Linked DNA regions of Sus scrofa: region 2 is linked to region 1. The links are chromatin contacts, called in public Hi-C maps. All regions are on one chromosome and are shown on one strand. Each heading gives the region's core, a stretch centred on a gene start, on an enhancer-like site or on the middle of the called end of the contact. The rest is flanking DNA. Distances are from core to core; before and after follow the strand shown.

Region 1 (4,778 bases), core at 1,517-4,016:
GCACATGGAGGTTCCCAGGCTAGGGGTCAAATCAGAGCTGTAGTTGCTGGCCTACGCCACAGCCAGAGCCACGCCAGATCCGAGCCACATCTTTGACATACACCACAGCTCACAGCAACGCTGGATCCTTAACCCACTGAGCGAGGCCAGGGATCGAATTGGCAACCTCATGGTTCCTAGTCGGATTCGTTAATCACTGAGCCATGATGGGAACTCTGAACTTGAGAGATTTCTTTTTGCTACCTCCACACCCTAATTCAGTAAGGAATTAGTTAAATATATTAAGGCATATGCCTATGATTGAATTCTTTAAGGCCACCAAAATTAAATTCTGGAAAAATTAAGACACAGGGAAAAAAGTCTCAATATATCATCACATGAAGTATGCAGACCATGAATAATATGTACTGTTTTATTCCAGTTTTCTTAAAATAAAAGACTGGAAAGAAGCTTCAAAAATCAAGAATGATTTGCTCAGGGTAAATGAAGCAATAATGTTCTAACTTGCTTTCTTGATTCTAATCTTGTCTAGAAGTAGTAAGTACAGGGTAACTGGTAAGGCTTTAAAACTAGGCTGCGCAGTACAGAATTCCAGCTCTGCCCTTGCCTAGGTGTATGGTCTTGGCACACAATTTTCCAAGCAGGGCGAATAATAGTATTTGTATCAAAGGGTTGTTAAGAGAATTAAATGAGCTGATACATTATAAGCTCTTAGTAACAGTGTCTACCCCATAAGTGCTTAATAAATGTTAGCTATTATCTTCCATCTACAATTCATTCTCCATACCACAGCCACAGTGACCTTTAAAAAATGTAAAAAGTCACTCCCTTGTTAAAACCCTCCCCTGGCTTCCTGTCTCACTTACTAAAAACAGCCAAGCTCTTTACGCCTAATTAGAAATTCCTGGAGTTTCTGTTGTGGCTGGTGATAACAAACCTGACTAGTATCCATGAGAACAGTGGTTCAATCCCTGGCCTCCATCAATGGGTAAAGAATCTGGTGTCGCCGTAAGGTGTGGTGTAGGTCATTGCTGTGGTTGTGGCTTAGGCTGGCAGCTGTAGCTCTGATTCAACCCCTATTGGGAACTTCCATATGCCCTGGGTGTGGCCCTAAAAAGACAAAATAAATAAATAAATAAATAAATAAAATAAAAAAATAAAAAAGAAATTCCTGGAGTTCCTGTTGAGGTGCAATGGGATTGGTGGCATCTTGGGAGCACTGGAACGAAGGTTTGATTCCCAGCTGGGCACAGTGGGTTAAGGATCTGGTGTTGGTGCAGCTGCAGTTTAGTTGGGACTGCATTTGGGATGTGATCCCTGGCCAGGGAACTAACTCCACGTGCTGCGGGGCGGCCACAACAGAAAAAAAATTCCTGCTTGATCTGGCCCATCATTTAGATCTTCTCTTCATTTCTTCTCAAGCACAAAGCTCCAGACAAACTGTCTTCTTTCAGCTCTTAAAAGACCCCTGCTTCTTTTACTTAGATATCTGGATTATTTATGCTGCCTGGAAAACACTTCACAAAGACTTTTGTCAGTTGGAAATCGAATTTAATCTTCTTAGATAAGTTTCCTCTGACTACTACACTATATTACAGATGCAGTTACTCTTTATACCATTACTCTATTTTCTTTTTCTTTTAAAGCTACACCTGCCAGGATATGGAAGTTCCTGGGCTAGGGGTCCAGTCTCAGCTTCAGCTGCTGGCCTACGGCCACCCACACCAGATCCCAGCTGCATCTTTGTCCTACGCAGCAAACTTGCAGCAAGGCTGGAGCCTTAACCCACTGAATGAGGCCAGGGAGCCAACCTGAATCCTCATGAACACTAGCAAGGGTCTTTTTTTTTTTTTTTTTAACCCGCACCAGTGGCATATGGAAGTTCCCAGGCTAGGGGTCCAGTCTGACCTGGAATTGCCAGCCACAGCCACAACCATGTGGGATATGGCCACATCTGGGACCTACACCAAAGCTCATGGCAATGCTGGACCCTTAACCCACTAAGCAAAGCCAGGGACAGAACCCTTGTCCTCATGGATACTAGTCAGGTTCTTAACACACTATGAGCCACAACAGGAACTCCCTATTTTCTAAATGGCACTACTTATATTTTTACAGTATTTAAAAAAAATTTCCTCCTCCCTACTTTGTCTCCTCTTACTAGAACATAGTTTTTATGAGATGAGCTCCTGATACACCTGCTCCATATTCAATTTTTGCCAAATGAATTATATTTCAATGTGCCTTATTTTCCTTTTTATAAAATAAATCTTAGAAAATTTAGGTAGCATTTTCGGAAGCACCACAGAGTACTCTGTAGTTAGACGATCTGAGTTCAGATGCAGCTACTATGGTAAACTAACTGTATGTCTCCGGGCAAGTTCTTAATGTTTTCTCACTTGAAAAATGAGAATATTGTCTATTTCACAAGGCATTAAAAAATTCAATAGCACAACATAGGTAAAAGCGCTTCGGGACTCAATGAAATTTTCCTAACATCAGCAGCAAACCTTACTTGCTGCACAACAAGGACTAACGCACTCATTCATCTCCCAAACCTGGAAAGGCTCGGAAGCGTCGCTCTAGCTTCCGCCTTCTGCTCTATAGAACGCAGGGGCAGCCGGGAAGGGTACGCGGGACCAGGAGGCCAGTGCACGCACTTCCGCCCCCACGTCGCTCGCAGCCAATCCGCGTCTGAGGCCCCACCCCGTCCGCTCCAGGGGAAAACCCGCTCCTAGAGCGTCTTCCGGTGGGAGCTGTGAGGCTCCTTATCATGGTGAGTTGGCCGTGGGCATGAGGGTTTCTGTCACAAGTGATTCCTCTTATCCTCTCTGGTCCTGAAGCGGCCTTGAAGTGCCTCAGATGCCAGAGGAGAGGTCGTCTTTGTTGTGCTTGGTTCCCCGGAAGCAGCGGCTGGGGTCTGAGAGAGTCCCTTGGACGCCCTGATGTCCTCTCGCTTCCACACCAGGTTTCTTTGACCGCATCCCCGCTCCAGGTCGACCTTTCATCTCTCGGCGAGTTTATGACTCCTCCCTGCTGTGATATTCTTGATATAGAAATATAAGGCATTGCTGGTGTCAGTGACTATATGACCAACAAAAGATCTGAAAAACAAGTCCACAGCAACAACGACGGTGTTGGTGATGTTTACAGCAGTGACGGTAACATTGGCGTAAATAAAGTCAGTGACGAGTAGATTAATGAGGTTGTCGCCCCACCCTCCAACGTGGAGTTGTTGAGGGCAGGTAGCTGGATATGCAGCAGCTTTCAGAAGGCTGTTAAAGAGACTGGCTAAAGTCAAGGTGTTGGCAGTGCCTCTTATTGCAGTTTTTTGTGCATTTGTAGATACACTAGACTTTATGGTTTGGGGGACGTGGTGTTTAATCCAAATTTTGTTATTGGAATTAATCATTCTATGCCTTGAAAAATCAGGTGTATAGCTCTTTGAATTTTATCTAAAGATAAACAGTTGATTATGATTTCAGTGCCAAAAAGGTACACACCATTTTATCAGAAAAATTCAGGGATCTCTTACTGATAGCTGTATATGAGAAGAGGACCACCTTTCTGTGCCTAAGCAATGTCACTCTCTTAAATATTTTTGCTTGAGTTGACACGGTCGAAAAAATGTTTTATTCAACCACTTTTAAAATCTTTTGTAAATATTCTGTAGTCTTTTTTTTTTTATGCAGAAAGTAGGTAAAAGTCTACTTTTTTTGGCTAACCAAATAGCCCCTAGCTGTGTTCTCCTTCATAACCCTGTATAGCCAGAGTTAAGTTTTTAAAGTTTGACTGTGCCACTCCCTTGCTTAAAATCCTTCCATTTTTTTCCTTCTTTTTTTTTCTTTAGCCCTGTTTAGTGTGGCAAGCAAAGACATCTGTAGTTTAGCTTAACTTACAGCCTCTTTTTATACATACATACATATATCCATATTCCAGCTACAAGGAACAGCTTGCAGATTGTACTCTAAGAATTAGACCTTTGCACCAAATTAATATATGCTCTTCTGTCTTACAGAATTGTTCTCCATCTCCTATCCCCCATGCTTATCAGTACAACCCTTAAATGTCTTTTAGTCTCTTTCATTAGACTTTCTGCCATATCTTAATATCATAGGATATTATGATATTAAGCATAGGATGTTATGCTACTGTGAGGATGCTTTTTACCAATAACATCTGTAGCCCTTACTAGGCTATGTTAAAATTGTGTATTTAGGGGTTCTCTTGTGGTGCAGCGGGTTAAGGATTGGGTGTTGTCACTACAGCAGCTCAGATCCACTGCTGTGGTGTGGGTTTGATCCCTGGCCTGGGAACTTCCATATGCTGTGGGTGCAGCCAAAAAAAAAAAGTGTATTTGCTTGTCTTTCTCATGTCCTAGGCTATAAGTTCTTTGAGAGCAAGACCTATATATTCAGCCTAATGTTCCCAGAACCTTTCATACAGTGCCTGGCCCAGAGGAAGTTTTCAATAAATATCTGTTTTATAAAACACTAAATAAGTAACCATGGCACTAAATTTTTAAGCATGAAACATTTGTAATAAAGGAAATAGCATTTAAGTTTTATTTTTAAAGTTTTGAGTAAGAAAGATTTTGAGTCACCCCTTATGTATTATTCATTAACATGCTATGTGAAAGTATACTGCTATCAGAACATATATAGCCCTTGTTGTTAGTGAAGTTACTAAAAAATTAACTTACCGTGTAAGAGGACAAGATGAAGACTATCCTATGATTAATTCCAAAAGAAGTGGCATTAAAAAAAACAAGCCTATCA
Region 2 (4,778 bases), core at 1,615-4,114, 120 kb before region 1:
TGCAGGAACTACAGAATGACAATCAAAAACACATCTCTCTCTCTCTGCTATTACGTGTTTTTAGGACTAGGTTAAGGGGGGAATGAATCATCACACAAGTAGAAATTTTCCAGTGGTCAATGTTATCAGTCTAGATACACTGATACAATGATATCAATCTAGAAGTTACCTGACCAAGTCAAAATTTACTTACCTATATTTTTACTCATTTTTAAAATACAAAATAAGCTTTTATAACTAAATCGCTTTAAATTCACCCTTTAAATTCACTCAAGTTAAAAGTCACACATATAAACACAACACACACACAAGCCACAATCTGATTTTTTTTTTTTTAAAACACTAAGGTTCTCTATGACAATCCACATTACCAAAATAGCATTAATGATTTCATTCAGAGTTTGGGGACTAATATACTTTAATAAAATTTTAAGAAAGCTGCACATTTTAGTTCCCTATTAATAGTTTTAATCACAGAATGTTTTGAGATGGATTAAAGGATTCTTCTTAGACTTGAGAAGATTAGTGAAGAAGACTTTTCAAGTCCAGAAGTGTGAACTATGCCTTATTTTACTAGACAAAGAATGTTCAAGAACCTATAAAAATTCCTCCAGAATCATTTGCCCACATTTCAATTCAAACCACAAAAAAGTTTAAAACACTTTTGAAAAGTACAGAAAACAAAAACAAATTAACCAAAGGATGGCCATGAAAGTGAAAACTGAGACTTTAACGCTTCAAAACACAATGCACAAAAAAAAGCTTAGTGATTTACAACCCTGAAAAGACTATTATTCATTGATAATTTTAATATTAATAATGCACTGATTGGAGGACAAACCCAGGAGCCACTGACTTCCATCACGCTTCAGCCACTCACTGGTTTGTACAGAGTCTTGGGAGCATCCCCATAAGCAGAAAAAGAAAAACTTAACTGACATTCTAAGGTTGTGAGAACTGATCAAATGTTTATGAAGTACTTTAGGACCATGAGGGAAGCCACTGTAACTATTAAAAGTCATCTGCTTAATGCACAACTATAGCTACCTGTTAAGCTTGCAAGTCTATATCATCATAATTCTTTGTATCTTCTTAACACAGCAAATATTCAGTGAGTCAGTAAAGTGTTTGTATTTAATGAGTTTAGCAACCTCAGAGAAATGAATTTTCCTCCAAATCTTTGTTTTCTCACAAAACATGTCACTATCCAACCCAGCTAACTGCAAAAGGAAGCATGATCCCATCCGCATTAAAGAACTGGGTCTAGTTATTGACAGGCCAACTGCAAATGACTGAAAACTCAGGAATCACAGTGCAACTTTGTCAACTTACCATAAATGTGACTCCTGAAAATAACCCCAGAAAACAGTCGTTCTAACAAGAGCTTTATTAAAGGGAAAGTCCCTACTCTCTCTTACATAAAGATCCCTAAAATGTTTTTGGACAGTGTCGACAGAAGACTATAAACTCTCTCAAAACCTGACCCAACGCGTTATTAGGTAGTGCCAGCACCTACTCGGTGTTGAGCGACTAGAGACTGGAGAGGCTGCTCAGGAAAAGTGCTGATGCCATCTCCAGCTGCCCCTTTCGTGAATGACAGTAACAATGAAAACACTGACAAAAGAGCTGGGAGGCCACCCCAAGCCTCTGCTTAGTAATACTTCTACCCTACCCCCAACAGACAGAGCTGCAAATCCCAGAAAAGGGCCTCTGCTCGCAGATCCCACATGCCAAGACCTTGCCTCTGGTCTGGCAACGCCAACGAGTACTACCCTTCGCTCTTCTCCAGCCGGCTGAGCACCTGAACGCTGAGGGGGAAATGCGGCCTCTCTTTTAAACTGCCAAGACCGCCTGGCCAGACACCGGCCGGCAGAAGCGGGCGTGCGCCCCGGGAGCCTGAGAACTCCCCGGTCGCGGGCAACGCTCGGAGCGCCGGCGGAGAGGAGAGGAAAGAAGAGGGGAGAAGAGGAAGGAGCGTCCCTCCCGCGGCCGGAGGGCGGAGGGTCGCTCGGCCCCGTGCAAACCGTCCTGCCGGGGGTGGCTGCGGCCCGCCGCCCGCTTCCCAAGAGCCGGGGGAGGCGATAAGTAGGCTCGGACCAGGAGCACATTCTTTCCTCGAGCCTGGTCCCGAGGGAGGGGGCAGGCTGCCCAGGCGGCAACTCTCCCCTCTCGCCCAACTCGGGGCAGAGCGTGAGGCCGGCCGACCCGGAGCTGCCCCGCGGGATGCCGCCCGGGTGGGGGAGGCGGCGAGGCCCGCCTCCGGCCCGCTCCCTCCCCACGCGGTCCGCGGCCGGCGGCCGTCCGCGCCCTGGTCCCTCCCGCTGCCGCGCGGGGCCGAGCCGCCGACCTCGGCCGGCCGGGCGCGGGGCCAGGCGGCAGCGGCGGCGGGCGGGCCGGCCGGCCTGGGGCCCTACCTGAGGCTGTGTACCAGCTCCCGGCGTGACTGGCTTCCCGGCAGACCACTCGGTTGGACATCTTGGTGCCTGTGCCGCCTATGGTGCACGAGGATGAATGAGGAGGCGGCGGCGGCGGCGGCGGCAGGAGCGGCTCCGCAAGGGGACGAGACACCGCGGGCCCAGCCCAGGAGGAGGCGGCAGCGGGGAGGGGATCAGCCCGGCCCAGGAGGAGGAGGAAGAGGAGGAGGCGGCGGCCGGGAGGAGGAGGAGATGGCAGCCGGGGCGGTGGCGGCGGCGGCAACAATCACCACAAACTCGGGCGACCGCCGGAAGATGAGGCCCGCGGCGGCTTTACCGAAGCCGGGAAAGCCCTGGCCCCGGCCCCCGGAGTCGCCGCTGCTCCCCAGCCGGGGCAGGTTCCGCCGAGCCGCCCCCACGGCCCCCTCCCCTCCGGGTCGGCCTCCCGGAGCCAACGCCGGTGACCCCACCCCCGTGACTCCGCGCCCGCCCCCTCCCCCCACCCCCGCGGGACTCCCCGCACCCACCCCTACCCCAGCGGGGCCCTCCTGCCCGCCCGGCCGCGGGCCCGCCGGCCCCGCCCCGCTCCTCCTCCGGCCGCGCGGCGAGGTTAACGACGTACACCGGACAGGCCAGACGGCATCTGGGGTCGGGCGGCCCCGCGAGGAGGCAGCGGCGGCTGCAGCTCCGCGCACACAAAAGCCCAGGGCCGGGGCCTGAACCGGGGAAGGCAGACCCGGAGAAGAGCCAACGCTTCCTTACTCGCCACTCTAACGAGTCCTGCCCACTGAGCATGCCCAGCAGCCGCGGCCAGGCCTGCCGAGGATTCTCAACGTGCACGCTCCGCTCTCCGGGGTTTAGTGGCAGCAGAGGCTGGGAGGGGGAGGGCGTGCGGAGCAGGACGCAGCCGCAGGGCAAGCCCCCTCCCCCAGCCAACTTCCTTAAACGAAGAGCACAGAGGACACGCAGAGGCAGCTCTCCACGCGGAAAGTCGCCCCGGTTTCCCCACCATAACAGGAGTCCTTAGTGGATACTTACCCCGCAAGGTTTCACTCCTTGGCATGCGTGTCTGCGGCCACGTTGGGAAGTGCATTTGTAGAAGCAGGAGCATGGTAGTGTGCCTGTGATCCTGCAAATACTAGTTTTTGCTTCAGAGAGCCACTTTTACCACCTAACCATGGCTTTGACACCGTAAACGGTTATCTTGTTTCAAGTTATATTTATGTAACTGCATGTCTCAACTCTGTAACGACTGCAGTGTGATATAACAGCCCTCAGTTATTCTCATCTCTAAAATAGGCATAACACTACTCAAGGTGCGTCCCCAGGATAAAAATCAATAAATGTAAAGGGTCTGATAGAGTAGTCATACAACAAACATTATTTCCAACCCCCCGTTATCTTTTTTGTTGTTTGTTTGTTTTTTTCTTTTGGTCTTTTCTATGGCCGCACACTCGGCGTATGGAGGTTCCCAGGCTAGGGGTCTATCTGGAGCTGTAGCCGACGGCCTACACCACAGCCACAGCAACGGAGGATCCCAGCCACATCTGCGACCTACATCACAACTCACAGCAACGCTGGATCCTTAACCCACTGAGCGAGGCCAGGGATTGAACCCACAACCTCATGGTTCCTAGTCGGATTCATTAACCACTGAGCCACGAGGGGAACTCCCTAACCTTCCATTGTCTTTTAAATCCCAATATTCCACCTAAGTATCAGGAACAAAGAATGACTTTAAAATTATACAAGAATCACAACTAAGTAGAATACCTTTGACCTCCGAGGAAATGTTGTTATGAAATACTTACAAAACTAGGAAGAGAGTAAGAAAGTTTCATACCCTCAATGAAAGACTTGGGGTTAAACCTTAAAATTGTTATATCTGAATTTCATATTAAACAGATTCCCCAGCAGAGTCCAAAGCAAACAACTGACTGCTTAATTTTCAAATTTTCCTAGTGTCATAATAATAGTTTGTTTTTGTTTCTTTTTTATTTTAAGGTAGTATCCTGTTTCTACCCCTCCTGCCACCTTTTTCGACTTTAAGGCCTAAGGATCTTGTGTAAGATGCCAGTCCTAAAACCTGGTCAACAGTGGAACTTCTGATTTTCACACCTTTTTTATACACTGTTTTTAAGCTAAAAAGAAAAAATCTCCAATCTATATAGTTCTTTTTTTTTTTTTTTTTTTTTTTTTTTCTGGCCTTGCTGGAGGCATGCAGTTCCCGGGCCAGGGATTGAACCTGTGCCACAGCAACAACCAGACCCACAGGGGTGATAACTCAGGCTCTGAAACCCGCTGAGTCATCAGGGAACTCTTTATTCACTTTTTGACCCTTTCACTTCACCACTAATCTGCCCA

What was found. A called contact is a pair of places that touch in the nucleus more often than the background predicts.
Region 2: a contact with region 1 is called in a Hi-C map of skeletal muscle, with 6 times the contacts expected there. The contact joins the promoter of MEMO1 here to the promoter of SLC30A6 in region 1. A contact is called at or near these places in 3 of 47 Hi-C or Micro-C datasets (epiblast stem cells, heart right ventricle and skeletal muscle) and 1 of 2 datasets of contacts at active chromatin or transcription factors (alveolar macrophages).

What each region holds. Positions count from the first base shown.
Region 1 is chr3:107,424,290-107,429,067 of Sscrofa11.1, reverse strand. It overlaps SLC30A6 (solute carrier family 30 (zinc transporter), member 6), which reads left to right and starts at 2,766. Exons shown (of 14, transcript NM_001137623.1): 1 at 2,766-2,776. The coding sequence starts at 2,774.
Region 2 is chr3:107,540,562-107,545,339 of Sscrofa11.1, reverse strand. It overlaps MEMO1 (mediator of cell motility 1), which reads right to left and starts at 2,864. Exons shown (of 9, transcript NM_001244877.1): 1 at 2,415-2,864. The coding sequence starts at 2,475.